Regions from separate parts of the Gossypium hirsutum genome. Here region 1 is linked to region 2. Evidence: chromatin contacts called from public Hi-C data. All regions are on one chromosome and are shown on one strand. The core of a region is the stretch at or near the end of the contact, and the rest is flanking DNA. Distances in the headings are between cores, read along the strand shown.

Region 1 (3,929 bases), core at 940-3,439, 150 kb before region 2:
CAAACTCATATGGTAAACCTGCAAGCATGACCTGAGTCTTCTCCGCCTCTGGAATTCTCGTGCCAGAAGCTTCCAAAAGAGCACACAAATTTTTAATACGAGCCACATAATTCTTGACAGAAAGAGTACCTTTCTTTAGCGAGTGTAACTCGTGATGAGTCCAGGACTACTTAGCACCAGTGTTGGCCGCAAAGAGACTCATCGCTGTGTTCCACACATCGCAGGCCGATCGAGCATCCGTGGAGGAAGAAAAACACGAGGTACTAGTCGTGGATAGGAGCCACGAGGTAAGCAACTGATCTTGTTGCTCAAACACCAGTGCAGACGGATTAGCAACGAGGGAACCGTCCGATGATTGAACGAAGCGTGACGGCTGAGGTAGAGTGCCATCTATAAATCCTATTAGACCATAACCACCTAAAATTAAACGAACCTATTGTTTCCATTGGATGAAGGTGCCTTTATCAAGTTTCGCAACGTCATGCCGAGGGAAAGAAGTCACCACTCTATCGCCACTAAAGGCTACGCAACCACCATCAACAGAGGCAGAGTCGATGGAGTTCGTGGTAGCCATAGGACTGAGGATCACCCAGCGGCTGATACCATGAAGAAACTTAGGTAAACTTAGATTCAAGAGAAGCAAAGACTAAGCTGCTATGAAGAAAAATCAATTATGTATTTAGACTTCAAAACTTGTTTCTGTATATTTTGAGCATAATATTTTTAGATAGCTAAGCAATAACTCTTCTTAACAACTTTGATAACAGACTTAGCCAAATGTTAACCACTTTGGATAACAATATTAGTGTTGCTTAACACATAATTATTCTCAAACAAAAATTGTTCTTAACAACAACTATTCTAAATAAGAGATATTGCTTCAGAAGAGATATATTTGATAGTATAATTTTGTGAAATATAATATTTTTTATTAAAATATTAGTAGTGTGTAGAATCACTTTAAAAAAATGTTTGCTTTTAATCCTGTTAAATGGCGAAAATATGAATATAATAGCAATTAATCAACTAGCTAATTGGGGATTATGGATATAAATAACCATTGATGCAAATACAATAGAAGACTCCATAGATAAAGGGTTATTATCATCATTATACAGCAAGGCAAGTTCGCATGAACACAAACTTTGTGAAATCTCGATAATCGAGTTGATGCCTGACATTGTTATTAAAATCCTCCATCAAAATCTAGTAAGTGGTACAGAGTACAAGACATGAACCATCGGATGACAGAATAGTACAAGACATGAACCATCGGATGACAGAAGAGAGGGAGCGTATTGTTTTGGTCGCTTAAGCTTCCTTATCTGATTTGGGAACGCTTAAAAGATGAACTGCCATGGATTGCCATTGGATTGACTCTGGCTCTTTGATCATCAGCTAGGTAATGAGACTCTTTCAGTTGAGCACTGATCATCATCCCTCTGCGATTTGAACTTTCTGCTGCTGATGATGATTCAGCTGAGCTCTTCCGACGCCTTTCGTTATGCCCGGCCAACCGCCTTCGACAGCTCCGTTTTGCTTCATCGAACTCCGGTAGCTCATGGAATCTGTGAATGTATACATCATGAAACATAGAATGTTTTTCATGTTTAAAAATATAGATGAAATGGTAAATTTTGATTGACTTGTTGGTCAAGAAATTAAGAAGAAAAAGTAAATCAAGATGATAAAAAGAAGTAAAAGCAAAACCTGCTGCATTGTTGACAGAAGCGTTGCCTGAGACCAGCAACAACCACAAATGGCGCCTTGGCATGAATCTCACACACCTTATGGCGCCTGTGGTATCGCTTGGCATCAGATAAATCAAGCCCACATTTTTCCACTTGACAAGCAGGCGGCGACACCCCACCACCGCCACCAGCGGCTCCTCTCCTTCCATAACCTTTCTTCTTCTTTTCATCATCTGGGAAACCATGATCACCCCCAACACCTTCTTCTTCTTCTTCTTGCATGTCATTGTCAAGTTCTTCAGCTATGAAATCCTTATTCATATTTACTTTGCAATTTACTCTCTCTTCTGAAATCTGCAGTTACGATTTGCAGTAGTCGAGGAGATATAAATAATGGAGGGGTGTGATGAAATGTTGAGATCAAAATTTGAAAAAAAAAAAAAGGGTGAAAAAGATGTTGAGGACCACAAATGAAACAACATTTTTTTCTTGTTTTTATGTTTGCTTGTGTGTCTGTTTAGTGAATGATTGGATGTTCAAAAGGAAGCAGCTGGGAATATTGTTGGTTTTCATAAGTAATCTCATCAACTTTATTATTATTATTATTTATTTTGCCAAATCTGGCTTGAAAAGCATCAAAATTTTTACCATTTCATTTGATCTAATAGAGTGATTTTAGGGTTTCATCGTCCTTCGATACAACGATGCCTCATGGCACATGTTTCACACAAATTTGGAAAGCTTCAGTACCCTTATGTAAATGGATTTATTATCTCTATTAGGCCTCCGCCAAAACCTCGAAGTAGACTAATTGTTTCAAATAGTTAACGTATGATCTAGTTATCTTATCATAAGATAAATTAGATAAGAAGTACAAAATTTAATTCGAAAAAATATTACAAAATTTAATTCGATTTGAAAAAATAAAAAAAATTTAAATTTTGAGTTTGAGTCGAGATAAATTTTACAATTCAAATATTTCAAGTAACAGATTATATAAATATCCCTTTAGTTTTTATCAATTTTGAAAATGAACAAATTAATCTTTCTTAACAAACATTACAAAAGAAAATTAAAATAATTTTTAAAATTCAAAATATTTATAATTCCAAAAATTATATATTTTTAAAAAATTATAAAATTTTCTTTTAAAAAATTAAAGAATATATATTAAGATAGTTAAAATTTAAAAAATTTTTAAAATAATAATTTTGGGATCTAAACAAATTAACAAGATTTTAATTTGATATCTTTAATTTTTTAATTTAACTCGAACAATTTTACTCAATTTAATTCGACTTAAATTCTATTTCAACAAAATTTAAATTGAATTAAAATAATAAAATAGTACAATATAAACTCAATTAATTCAAAAATTTTCTACTAAATTCAATTTGATTCAACACTTACCCTACTGTTATAATTTTTGAAACAAATTTGAGCAAAGAAAGAACCTTTTGCAAGAGTTTTTGAGGTTACAATGGTTGAGAACAAATTCTACAGGTTGTAAAATTATAACACCTGTTATTACGACACCCTTGAGAGAGACATATCAAAAGTGCCATTCAAATGAGTCCTGTAATGCACTGTACAGCACCAAAACTAGATCCATTGATATGAGGACACATTTTTAGGTGTGACTTGTGTTATAAATTATAATAATAAAAATAAAAATTAAATACATCAATAAATAAATACTTGTCATATTTATTAGAGTTTAAAACCTTCACAAGCTATGTATTAAATGAAACACTTAATATTATATGCGGCACACAAGCCATGTATTAAATGAAACACCTAATATTCTATGCGGCACACATTTGTATTATATGACATAAAAAAATATGATATGACTATTAAAATTTTAAAATTAGATTGATGATTGAACTCGATTAGTCAATTTATTAATTTTATTTTAATTGAATAAATTATTAAAAACTCATAAAATAAATTTTGGCTCCATTTAGACTAACCTATATGATTCCAATAACCATGTTGAATATATATTATAATTGAGGGCAGGAAATGATATTACTCGTAATTGAATCTAAACTCTCGCTACAACATAATACTCTTGCTACTAAGAGTATCTAAAAACTTATAGTTTATATAAATTTAAAATATTTTAAACATCATTATGATATAGCAAAATACATAATGTAACAAAGGGTAAACTACACCAATGTCACTAAACTATTAGTAAATTTATGTTTTGGTCACTCTACTTCAAAAAGTTAC
Region 2 (4,073 bases), core at 1,199-3,698:
TGCCCTGTTTTAGGTTCAAATTCACAATCCGCCTTTATGATTTTTGTTGAAGGGGATGGCACAACAATTTAGAAACTTTCTAGGTCAATTTGTAGAATATGATGCAATGCTAGTCATAAAAGGGGTGAGAAAATTCATACGAATTAAGGTAAAATTGGGTGCTAGAATTCCTTTGAAAGGAAAGAAAAAAGTTATTCTTGACCAAAACAATTCAATATATGCCCAATTGCAATATGAGAAGATTACAATGTTCTCTTTTTTATGTGAGAGGCTAGGTCATGGAAAGGGTTTTGACCTATTCATTTAACATTAGGAAATTAGGTTGTGGAATTTCTATGAGATGTCTCCTTAAGGGCACCACCAAGAATGACGCAAACTACTAGTCCATGGTTACGAGATGATATGAGAGAAGAAATTAGAATAGAAGAGAGGATGGGAAGAAAGTGTAATGAAGGAACAACGAAACACAACCATTCAGAAAAACCTAATGGAGTCAATGGAGGAAGAATGGGGGGATATCATGCATAATGTAGTATGGGTATAGTACATTCTAGGGCTAATATTTTAATGCACTTATTGATGAAAGAGGTTTATTCAAAGGTAAAGAGGTGGTGCAGGAAATTGAGGACAGACCCATCGCTTACATGGATGATCTAAAGACGCAAAGAAAATAAAGTGAGGGGCAAGAAGTCTTGAATCAAGAAGAAGCAATGAGTTTGAACGAGAATAATGAAATTGTGTCGGCTGCTATAAAGCAGACCAGTCGGTAACAATGAAAACGCTAAGTTGGAATATCCACGGATTGGGACAACTGCGAGCGGTTCGTCATCTCAAAAATTGTCTGAGACATTGTCGGCCCCAAGTTTTGTTTCTAATCGAAACAAAAGTTGAAACAAGCAAAATGGAGAAAATTAGGAGAATTTGCGGTTTCATGTATATGATTGATGTCAGTGCAAATGGATTAAAAGGAGGCTTGTCTTTAGGTTGGAAGAAGGGGCTATAAAGTTTTTCTAATTCTCATATTGATGTGATGATTAAAGAACAGAATGAAGTAATTATTTAGAGCTTTACTAGATTTTATGGAGCACTAATAGAGGGATTAAGGAAGGATTATTGGAACCTCTTACGATGGTTAGAAAAAGAGTGTAACCTACCATGGGTAGTGATGGGGGATTTCAATGTAATGTTTTCTTTTGAAAAGAAAAGAGGGTGTATATGAGAAGAGAGGAAAATAAGTGCTTTTTGAGATGAGTTAAGGGATTGTGACTTAAGTGATTTATGGTTTTCGGGACAATGGTTTACATGAGAAATGAGGAGGTTACCAGGTAATAATATAAGGGAAAGACTTGATAGAGGAGTTTTAAATTCTTTTGAACATCTAAAACATAGCATGTCAGATCACTACCCGATTATGCTAAATACGGTTGGAAGAACTGGAGGTAGAACATTGGCAAGACTGTTTTGCTTTCGTTTCAACGCAGATTGGTACTGGAGGAGAACTTTGATGAACAAGTACTAGAAAGTTGGGGGTCGAGTAGGGGAAATGTTCCAGAAAAATTAATAATGTTTGGATCAAAGCTAAGTAGGTGGGCTAGCATGAAAAATTCAGTGAGAGAAGGTAGAAAGCAAAGCCTACACTCTAAACTAAAATAATTATCGAAAGAGGAAGCTAATGATGACGTTTTAGTAGAAATAACCGACATAAAACTGGCACTAAACTTGGAAGCAGATAAAGAAGAGATTTTTTGGGAATAGAGAGTAAGGGCGAACTGGCTTAAGCTGGGGGATCAGAATATTTCTTTTTTTCATAAGGCTGCATGTAGTTAAAAGAGGATGAATACAATTTGCGGTTTAAACGACGGTAATGAAAGATGGGTTGAATGAGGTAATGAACTTATTGAAATTTCCTCCTACTACTTTCAAGATTTTTCACGTCAAATACTGTAGGAAAAATGAGGAGTTAACGCCTGATTTTCAAAAAGAAGGAGTCGTTGAAGCAGTTAAACCAATGGCGCTATTAAAAGCTTTAGGAAATGATGGCTTTTCAACTTTATTTTATCTAAAGTATTGGCACGTAATAGGAGACGATGTTACTTGATACTGCCTTGATGCACTAAAAGGAAAGAGGGACTTAAAAGATATCAATGGCACCGATATTGTGTTAATACTCAAAATTAATTCAACAAACAATATGGGCTAGTTTCGTCCAATAAGCCTCTGCAATGTGATTTATAAAATAATCTCCAAAGTGTTGGTAAATAGGTTCATAAGGGTGTTAAGACTTTTGTATTGATGAGAATCAAGGCGCTTTTGTTACAGGTAGACAGAATACTGACAACATCCAGATCGAAATTCCCTTATATTCCTCATCTCATGCCTATCTTTGGGATTTCCATAACTAGAATTTTTTCCACCGTTGTCCTCCACCAACCACCTGCTCTTCCACGCCACTCTCCTTCTTGTCTGTGCTTGAAGGGATATATCCCGCTGAAAAATAAACTCCTGTTGGGGATTAAGGGATTGAATCGGGCAGTAGCTTTCGCCATATCCTAATTTGCCATATAGAAAGAAAAAAAAAGTTAATTTTTCATAAGCAAAATTGACATAAATCGATGTAACATTAGGAAGTGTAAGTCTCTTCTTTCTCTTCAATGGCTGGCTAACATCAACTCGAACTCGTACTTGCATTTTTCCTTTGTATTCAATTTGGACAGCCAAGGTGTCATACTCCAAAAAGACCCCAATAAAATTCCCCAACTGTCTTGCAATTGTTTTTGACATAAAACCATGAGGAAGGTCATTTATAAGAACCCAAAAATCAACCGACGATAAATGAACAGAGGATTTTCCCCTTTCTCCAATTGGTGCAATATTAGCAGATGGGAATTAAAATTCCACAATCCATTCTTCATAACTCGAACCACATTTACTTGGAAATAAAATCAGAACAGGAATCTCCCTTTTTCCAGATCTGAGATGGATACTCCACCAACAGGATGCCAGACATTTGCCAGAGTCAACCTCATTGCTTGGAAATGCACTACACTTGAAGTGAGGAAAGTTCCCACCAAACAGTGCGCATAGGATGTGACATTATTCGCAGCTTCAACCCAGAGGCGAAGCCAGAATAAATATTTAGGGAGAGCCGGGTAAAATTTTAATTTTTTATAGTTTATATCTTTATAATTTGTAAATGATTAATTCAAATTTTTATAATTTTAGGGGGGGCAAAGTGCAAGTTTACCTTTACTAATTTAAAATTTTTAAAAAATTTTAAGAGTCAAAAAAACAAATTTACAATTTAGGAGGGGCGGGGCCCATGCCAGCCCCCCGACTTCGTCCCTACTTCAACCCTAGCTAAATAAATTCTTCCTCTGCATCTTCTAAAGATAAGCTTGCTATTGAATCCTCCATTTTCTAAGACTATTGAAGAAAATGTGATCATAAAAACTAGAAAAAGAAGAAAAAAGCAAGATAAGAAAAAAAAAGACGTGCTAACAAGCAGAAAAGCCTGTTAAAAGACAGAGAGAAGAGCGTGTCAAAAGACAGAGAAAAAAATATTACTAAAGTTTTATATTTAAATTCTATAGCTTACGTATAAAATTTCTACTTTTAAATTATAATGTAGGTCATAGTTAACAATTAACAGTATATTAAAAGTAGAAATAAAATATTATAAATATGTGACTTAAAAAAAGAAGATTTTAAATATGTTCATAAACTATATTAAATATTAACAGAATGTATACTATTAATAATTAATTTTGCAATAATTTGATTACAATATTGTATTTAAGTACTGTATATTCAAAACAATGAATATTTTTAAAACATTGTTTATTTTAAAATGTATGAAACTATGCGTCTAAACTATCTACAAAACAATGATAAGGAACAAATTAAAATTGAAGAATGTTGAAACTGAAATGCAAAATAAAAATAAAGAGGTATTTAAGATTTTTTTTTTACTTAATTGGGTACTTGAATTGTTAAAATGTATATAAAAAAAAGGCTAAGGGCGGATCTAGAGGGACAAGCAAGGGCCCTACCCCCTAAAATAGAAAATTTTTCAT

The links. Hi-C and Micro-C count contacts between places; a contact is called where the count stands out from the background.
Region 1: a contact with region 2 is called in a Hi-C map of fibers, with 1.8 times the contacts expected there. The contact joins the promoter of LOC107895262 here to the enhancer-like site in region 2. A contact is called at or near these places in 6 of 34 Hi-C or Micro-C datasets (fibers, hypocotyl, leaf and 1 more).

What each region holds. Positions count from the first base shown.
Region 1 is chrA13:97,132,412-97,136,340 of Gossypium_hirsutum_v2.1, reverse strand. It overlaps LOC107895262 (squamosa promoter-binding-like protein 3), which reads right to left and starts at 2,189. Exons shown (of 2, transcript XM_016820549.2): 1 at 1,711-2,189; 2 at 1,088-1,568. The coding sequence starts at 2,012. The coding sequence ends at 1,322. LOC121212501 (a long non-coding RNA gene) reads left to right here. Exons shown (of 2, transcript XR_005907763.1): 1 at 1-378; 2 at 456-764.
Region 2 is chrA13:96,979,631-96,983,703 of Gossypium_hirsutum_v2.1, reverse strand. No RefSeq gene overlaps it. Among protein-coding and RNA genes, the nearest start is that of LOC121213133, 21 kb to the right of the region's middle. Within about 2 kb of position 2,448, at least 5 of the 9 cell types and tissues checked have an H3K27ac peak or open chromatin away from gene starts, as enhancers often do. A contact at or near this core is called in fibers, where this site is marked.